3 separate regions of the Sus scrofa genome follow, and all the other regions are linked to region 3. The links are chromatin contacts, called in public Hi-C and HiChIP or PLAC-seq maps. All regions are on one chromosome and are shown on one strand. The core of a region is the stretch at or near the end of the contact, and the rest is flanking DNA. Distances in the headings are between cores, read along the strand shown.

Evidence for each region. Hi-C and Micro-C count contacts between places; a contact is called where the count stands out from the background. HiChIP or PLAC-seq counts read pairs in DNA pulled down with a chosen protein or histone mark.
Region 1: a Hi-C map of subcutaneous adipose tissue shows a contact between it and region 3, with 3 times the contacts expected there. The contact joins the promoter of MAN2C1 here to the promoter of PPCDC in region 3. A contact is called at or near these places in 1 of 5 promoter capture datasets (liver), 2 of 47 Hi-C or Micro-C datasets (embryonic fibroblasts and subcutaneous adipose tissue) and 1 of 2 datasets of contacts at active chromatin or transcription factors (alveolar macrophages).
Region 2: a contact with region 3 is called in an H3K27ac HiChIP or PLAC-seq map of alveolar macrophages. The contact joins the promoter of SIN3A here to the promoter of PPCDC in region 3. A contact is called at or near these places in 4 of 47 Hi-C or Micro-C datasets (embryonic fibroblasts, heart right ventricle, psoas muscle and 1 more) and 2 of 2 datasets of contacts at active chromatin or transcription factors (alveolar macrophages and skeletal muscle).

The regions. Positions count from the first base shown.
Region 1 is chr7:58,245,826-58,248,525 of Sscrofa11.1, reverse strand. MAN2C1 (alpha-mannosidase 2C1) reads right to left here and starts at 1,262. Exons shown (of 26, transcript XM_005666137.2): 1 at 1-1,262. It overlaps SIN3A (paired amphipathic helix protein Sin3a), which reads right to left. Exons shown (of 23, transcript XM_021099023.1): 23 at 2,400-2,700.
Region 2 is chr7:58,170,563-58,173,262 of Sscrofa11.1, reverse strand. SIN3A (paired amphipathic helix protein Sin3a) reads right to left here and starts at 1,442. Exons shown (of 23, transcript XM_021099023.1): 1 at 1,174-1,442.
Region 3 is chr7:58,548,016-58,550,715 of Sscrofa11.1, reverse strand. PPCDC (phosphopantothenoylcysteine decarboxylase) reads left to right here and starts at 1,425. Exons shown (of 6, transcript NM_001243368.1): 1 at 1,425-1,461. It overlaps SCAMP5 (secretory carrier-associated membrane protein 5), which reads left to right. Exons shown (of 7, transcript XM_001924572.4): 7 at 1-526.

The DNA of each region.
Region 1 (2,700 bases), core at 13-2,512, 300 kb after region 3:
CCCTTCTCCTCCTAGCTGGTGGCTGCCGGGCAAATCCCTCCCTAAATAAAGTGAGAAGTTTGACGCTGATTCTGCGAAAGGCCAGGGACAGAGACAGGCACGATGGCCAGGAGGTCACCCAGTCTCAAAAGCTACAAGCGGGCACCACCCTTGCCCTCTGGTCCCAGTCCAGACCTCTGGCTACCCAGGAAAACCTGCGTTCGCTTAACGTGGAAAGAGCCTGGTGCATTCAAGCCAACCAGCGGGCAGGTGTTTAATGAGGGAGGGCTCTGCACCCCAGTAACCTCAGCTTCCTCTACTACATGTTTTATTTCATGTGTAAGGGTAACTGCTGCCCATCACCAGAAACTGAAATTTTGAGATGGCAGATCACAGACGTAACAATCATGATTCTAAGAGAGTGATACATTTCCCTTCATGGGACTGACTTGTTTAGAGAAGCCATAATTCCAGAAACACCAATTTCATCCTCGTGTTAACTCTGGTTATCTAATGGCAGCGTTTTTCCCCCTCCTAGGACTACTAGAGTCCTTGTCTGTAAAACCATTAGGAAAAAAAGAATATACACAACATGAGCCCTAATGTTTTAATGGAAACACTGACCAAGTCAGGTTTACAGTATTTCAAATGCGAATAGTAGGGAAAGGTAACTAAGTACAGAATACCAAACGTGATTTAAAATATGGATATAACCCTGGAGTTCCTGATGTGGCTCACAGGGGAAACGAACCCAACTAGGAACCATGGAGTTGCGGGTTCGATCCCTGGCCTCACTCAGTGGGTTAAGGATCTGGCATTGCTGTGGGCTGTGGTGTAGGTTGCAGACATGGCTCCAATCCAGTGTTGCTGTAGTTGTGGTGTAGGCAGGCAGCTGTAGCTCCAATTGTACCCCTAGACTGGGAACTTCCATGTGCTGTGGGTACGGCCCTAAAAAGCAAAATAAATAAATAAAAATATCAACTTGCTGCTGTAAGGTAGGCTGAGTTGAGCTTGGGGCTCAGATGTCAGAAGGCAGTAGGTTTTAAAAAACTGCTTGTGGGAGTACCCACTGCAGCACAGTGGAAGCAAATCCAACTAGTATCCATGAGAATGCGGGTTTGATCCCTAGCCTTGCTCAGTGGGTTAAGGATCCGGCGTTGCAGTGAGCTGTGGTGTAGGTGGCAGGTGCAGCTTGGATCCTGTGTTGCTGTGGCTGTGTTGTAGGCCGGCAGCTTTAACTCCAATATTACCCCTAGCCCAGGAACTTCCACAGGCCGTACATGAGGCCCTAAAAAGCAAAGAAAAAAAAAAGAACAAAAAAGTACTGCTTTCTTTGTGCACTGATAAGTTGGGGTTTTCTCAACTGGCCCCGAAACCCTATCCTAACCTGCAAGCAGCTGCTCTGGGCATAACCCTATGCAGAGACAGCAACAGCTGGGGCTGCCCTGGTCAGGTCTCATCAATTTCAGTTCTAAGTCATCATGATCTTTCTTAAGCGACCAAAGGGGGACAGATAAGTTATTGCTGAGGAAACCTGAAGATCCTTCCCCACAATCACTGCCCCAGCTTCACCAGAGAATCTCCTCCCCCAAAGCTGTTTTGCCACCCTATACTTTTGGGCTCAGAGACTCCTGTAATTGTCCTGCCCCTCCACTGCCCACGCTCCACAACAAAAAAATCTAAAATCGGAAGTCTACTCTGTGTTATAAAAGTCCAGAGCCAAAATATGTGGTTTAATGATGGTGATGTTGGGGATTTTCAATTAAACAAAACCACATAAAACACTGTCAGTTACTTTACTGACATGACTAGGGTGATAATGGTTGCTGGAGAAAAATCCATCAGAGTACTGGGAGAGGCTCAGCTGGTCTTTGTTCACAAAGTCCAGGCTGACCACATATAAAAATCCTAATCACTCATATTTAAATATCTGCCAGTGAAAATTTATGTAATTAAAAAAATTATGTATATTCCATTTGCAGCTGCTAATGAAATGTATCAAATTTCCCTCAACTCCATTTATAATCACACACTTCTTTCAAATACTGGTTTGGTATTTAAGTTGTTCACCCCCATTTCCAATAGGAATAAAAAAAATAGAAGTGCAAACTACATAGCTGAACGACTTGCCTAGGTATAAAATATTTCCAAACAGTTGAAATAGGGGGAACAGTGTGTACTAAAAGAATAATTCTGTACTAAAATAAATGAATAATTCTATTTTCTTTTTATGGTCACGCTGTGGCACATGGAAGTTCCTGGATCAGGGGTCGAATTGGAGCTGCAGTTGCTGACCTATACACAGCCACGGCAATGTGGGATCCTTAACCCACTAAGCCAGGCCCAGGATTGAACCCATATCCTCATGGACAGTGTGAGGTTCTTTACCCGCTGCGCCATCAAAGGGAACTCCTGAATAATTCATTTTAAAAATCCGAGATATTTTTATTTGGGACAAATGCCAACTGACTGATATTTAAAGCAAAATCCTATTTGTATCGTAGATAAGGAACTGAAGCCCAGATCCCTGCTTCACAATAGTTTTCTGGTGAGGACAAGGGAGTTTATTCCTTAAGTACGAACCAAGCTTTATTTATTTACAAAAAAAAAAAAAAAAAAAAAAAAAAAAAAATTGGGGGCAAGGAAGAAGACAAGTTTTACACAAAAGTACTACAACGGTAACTCCCTTTGGTAAAAAGTGTAATAAATGTCTTGTACATC
Region 2 (2,700 bases), core at 193-2,692, 380 kb after region 3:
ATCCCGGCTGACAGGCGCGCCCCCCGCGCCCCTCCCCGCACGCTGATGCATTTCCTTTTCCCGATTCTGAGCGTGGAGACTGTTTTCCCAGTTTCCGACCTTCACTGCCCCTTTCAGGCCACCCCCTCGTGGGCGCGCTCACACGCCTGCGTCCCCGCCTCCACCCCATCCGCAAGCGAGGAGCACGACCGGGGGATGGGAAGGGAGCTGCCGCCGCCTTGGGGTGGGCGGGGAAGGAGGCAGCTCCATGTTTGCAAGGGGATCAGCTGGGGCCGTGAGTCGAAGCCGCCGAGTTCCTGGAGGTTTTCCACACCCCCGGGCCGTGTTCCGGCGCCGAATGCTGGCTCTACTGCCACGGCCCGGGAGTTCGGAGAACCCAGACCGGCGCATGGGGCTAGTGCCGAGGTGCGGGGGCTCTTTCCGGTGGCTTCCCCCGGCTGCCCCTCCCGCAAGTCCGGCGTTGCCCCCGCCCCCAGAGTCCATAACAACCGCGGGCCCTAGGCACCCGCGCCTCTCCTGAGCGCGCCCACCGCCCCCTCGGACAAGTTTGCAGACAGAAACAAAACCCTCGGGCGGCTGCCGCCTTCGCCCAGCGTCGTTAGCGGGGAAAGCCACGGGCCCCGGCTCCCTTGCTAACTCCAGCTCTCGACCAACTCCGGGCGCCGCGGACTCAGTGGGCCCGGCCAGCCGGGCTCAGGCCGCCGCCCCCTGCCGAGCCCGCGCGCCGCAGCCCAGGCCTGGTTCCAGTCGGTGTACGGAATCTCCCCTTTTTTCTTCTTTACAATAATTTTTTAAGGCATTCCAGGAGCGAGGAGGATCTCCTCCTGCTGGCACCTTACCCAGTTCGCCGCCGAAACCTACCGAAACCGGCCGCTCGGTGAAATAAACTAGGCAGCACGGCCGGCACACTGGCGACCCCAGGCCGGGCCGACCCCCTCCCCACGGATCCGGCCGGGCTTGGAAACACACTGGCGAGCGGGCGGCGCCAAGAGCTCTCCTTCCTGGCCTGCCCCTCGCCTCCCTCGGCCGCCGGACTCCAAGCTCCCCTAGCTCCGTCCCAGGACCCGTTGCGCCGGTACCAGGGCGCACTGGCCGAAGCGACCGGCTGGTGAACTAGCCCCCCAAAACGCCCAAGATTGGGGAGACCAAATTAAAAGCAGCTGTTTAACATACCTTCCGAGCCAGGCGAGGAGTCCTGAATGGGGGGGAACGCCCCCCACGGGCCATTGGCTCCCCGCTGCTCTCGTCAGTCATCCTGGGCCCGCCTCCCCGCCTTGCTCCACCTCTTCCCCTTCATTGAACGCCCCCTCCCTCCAAAAAAAAATCCAAATAAATAGATTAAAGTATCCGTGAGTGTGAGCCGCATCTGTGACAGAGGACCCTATATCGAAGGTACCGCCGCTTCGAATTTCTTGAGGCCTTTGGACTGGAAGGAGACCTACTGTGACTCGGAGATCCTCTGGGTGGACACGGAGGAGGAGCTAGCCGGGCTACCCAGCCCCTACTTCCTTCACACACACACCCCATTTGGAACTGAGCAGAGGGAGGCGGGTAGGGATACCCTAGCGACTGGCTGCAATGTCCCGACTCCCCTGGCTGTGTAACCTAACCGTGGACGGCCCATTTTCTGTTAGGCGACTGCCTAAAAATGAACGGTGTAATTGGAAAGTCGTATGTTCCGGGCAACAGGCACTTGCCTGAGCACTTTCTGGGGTGAGGCAGACAGAGTCATACCGCACCTGCTGCTTGGGTGCGATTACAGAGACTGAATGAGATGCTCACTCTGCACTATCCAAGGACTCCAGATCTATCTACCTGAGGAGATGCTACAGAAAGAACTAAGGCAATGCAGAAATGTATATATAAATAGACATCCACAGAATCTCGGAGCAAGGAGCTTCTTTCTGAGGAAAAGTGGTAAAGTCTTCCTGGAGGAGGTGGCACGCAAGTTGGGTCTTAAAGATTTCATCAGGCGGAAGTGGAGGGGCAAGTCATTTTCAGCAAAGGACACATAGAGGTGAATGCAAAATATTAAGAAACACTAAAAGTGTGGCTGTAGTCATGAAAATCAGGTTTGGAAAGATGGAGTCAGAGAACAGAACACTATACTACCTTGTTAAAATTCTCAGGCTTGCACAGCAGAATGTGCAAGCAACATGACTGGTCACAAAATCACGGGCCCAAAACTATGGTTTAAGATGCTCAACATCCCAGCAGCTGGATGGATTCTGAGGGTAGGTTGAATGAAGCGTGCCTGCAGGCAGGAAAGTGAAGCAGAAAGGCTGTTGTAATAATGGGTTTGGAGATTACAGAGTTACATATTCTGGTGGGAGGGGTGGGTGGAGAGAGCCAAGAGGTTTCATCTCTCTCCAAGCCCCCAATCCAGAAACCCTTCCCTATCAGCAGTCCTCACATCAAAACTCTGCCTCACATGCCTCTGTGAATCATTTGTAGTGTTTTTGTCATAACTTTACACCAAAAGAGTTTTGGCAGGGGTAGCAGGGACAGAGGCTACCCCACATATCACCAAGCCTGGGGCCAGGGTACACAGTGGGTGAGGAAGAAAGACTTATTGATTGATGGATCCAGGTAATTCATGTGAATGATGTAGAATGTGCAGAAAGTGAAGGGCCTTAAAGTCCTGTGAGCAGAATGGGAGTCTGCTGCCAGTTAGGCTATCCCAACAATTCAGGTGAGATG
Region 3 (2,700 bases), core at 176-2,675:
TAGCCCAGACCTCTGGCTACCTTTATCTCAGTCTCTTTGGTAGCTCCAAGAGTCCTGTGGTCCAGCTGCCAGCCCAGCATCCTTGAAATGTTGGATGCTCTCTCCAATCAATTTCCTGTCCTACCTGCCTTTCCTCTTTCCTGGCTCAGACCTATATGGCCATGATCTGGTTCTGCCCTTGGGAAAACCTGCTACCTGTGGGCAGCCCAGCTTGTCCAGGTTCTGGGATGCTGCATCTCCTGGCAACTATGCATTTTCCTGGGAAGGGAACCAATATGAGAAGTGGGGCTGGGCACAGATTCATCTCTGCTGGATGGCCTGGCATGAGGGTGGAGGAAGGCCCCGAGAATCCTCAGATCTGTGGCCAGCCAGTGACCTGCTTTTGCGTTCTGCTGGTGCCCATTGCCCTTCTTTGTTTCTGGGAGACACAGACCATTCTCCATCTGGCAGTTGATCTGCTGAGCCAATGTATCTGTCTGTGATAACTGAGTGAACCATAATAAAGGGGAACATTTGGCCCTCTGTGTCCTGCTGTGTCATGTGTCTTCATGTGGCCCCATGTGGAGCCTCAACATAGGCTGTGGGGCATATAGGTAGAGTGTGTCAAGGGGGTCTGTGGCCAAAGTTCACACACCTCTGTGAGGTTCTTTCGCTGAGGCAGTCTTGAAGTTGCCATAGAGGCCTTCTGCCTTTTAGAAGGAGGAGTTCCCTGAGTCAGATGTAGAAGGCTGGATCAGTGGGTGAGGGGTGGTTTGGGCCAGACTGTCACTGTAGGCAAGGGCAGGGGTAGAGCACAGAGGTCCCCACCTCCACTCTCATCGAAGGAGATCAGCAACTGATTGAGCAGCCTCAAGGAACATAAGGGGATCCGGAGGCCTGTGGATGCTGGAGAATGAAGACAGGGAAGTGTAGCCAACATACACTTTCTGCTGCTTTCCTTTTGCCAATGCTGTGTCCCCCACGTGGAGGGCTGTTCTGGCACTCCATCCAAGCTCCTGGTATCTTTCAAGATCCACCTTGGGTGGCTCCTCTGAGAGGACTTCGCTGCCTCTAGCTGTTACTTAGGTCCCTCTGCTTCCTCATAGACCTCATTCTGTACAAAATTCCCTGTTTGTCTCAAGAGCAGGGAAGAGTCTGATTTATCTCTATCCTGTGCACTTAAAACATATAAGAGGCTCAGTAAATATTAAGTGCCTCAGTGGTGAGAGCATGAGATTGGGGGTGGGGAGTGAGGAGGTCAGGTAATCAGGCTAGACCCAGGAGAGAGCACAGGAAATAACGAACCTGGCAGTAAGGGGTCCCCCGCAGCACTCTCCCAAGTGGACTACAGCTCCCAGAAGGCTGCGCGTTCGCGTAGGCTGCCAGCGGCTCTGGAAACGTTGCGTGCAGCCAGAATCAGCGGGAGGAGCGGCCGAGGTATCGCGGTATTTGGGGGCTGCCCCCGAGACACGCCTGCCGCGGGTGAGGAGTCAAGTGGGTCGTGGGGTTTGGTTTCTCGCACTGGGGCGGGAGAGAGGCTGGAGTAGCTTCGTTGGTGACCTTGGTTCCGTGCCTGTGTGTGTCTGCTCACTTTCCGTGCGCGTGCGCTGCGGGTCTGCGGCTGTGTGTGTGTGTGTGTGTAGGGGCTGTGGAGCTTGTGGCGCCGGAGCGTTAGGAATCCCTTTGCATCTCTGTCCTGAGGTGGGGGGTTTATATCTTCGCCCCCACGCTTTTTGCAACTCTGCGATTGCCTAGTGCCATTTAATCTAGCTTAAAAGGTGGCCCTGTCAGTTCCCCACATTTGCCGCTTGCCTTAAAAAAACAAAAAACAAAACCCGCTATCCTGCTTTCAAAAATGAATGGGGACCGCGCAAAGTACAGACTATCTTACAAGTTGGTAAACTAGAAAAAGGAAAACCTTAGGATATTGCAGTTTTCCCCTAACTCTACTTAAAAGTGCTGAATGACTATTCAAAATGAGAGTGAAGGAATTCCAGTTGTGTGATTCACGAGGTAATGTACCCGATTAGTATCCATGAGGAGGCGGGTTCCATCCCAGGCTTCGCTCAGTGGGTTAAGGATCCAGCATTGCCCGTGAGCTGTGGCGTAGTTCGCAGAGGGGCTCGGATTCCCCGTTGCTGTGGCTGTGGTGTAGGCCAGCAGCTGTAGCTCCGATTAGACCCCTAGCGTGGGAAGTCCATGTGCCGCACCTGTGGCCCTTAAAAAAAAAAAAGGGAAGAAAAAAGAAAGAAAAAGAGAAAAAAAAGAGGAAAAATTTTGTCAGCGAAAAACCTCATGCTGTACTTTGAGGTATTGGAGGCCGTTGCCAGATAATAGGCAGGAGAGATTCCCAGGTTGGGGAAGTGGTGGGGATCTTGCGGCAGGAGTTTTCCACATCTCTCCCAATGGTTGAGAGGTGGCAGTACTGTCAGTCCCTTGCTAGTAGCGCTGTGTGTGCATGTTATATTTACCTATGTATCCTTAGCATGTGGCCTTGAGGTGGGGTACCTAATGAGACTCTAGGAGCAGCAGACTCAAGCATGCTTGCCTGGGTTTGAGACAAGAGCAATCTTAGCAGAATGTCAAGACCTTGAGCTCTCTCTGAAGAGTTCCTTGCCTTTCCTTGGAAGAAGGAGTTTAAAATGCCCCTGTGGCCACATGACTCCTTTTAACGACTTTGGGTTTGGGGGCAGAGTGCCACTATGAGCTATAACTGTTTAG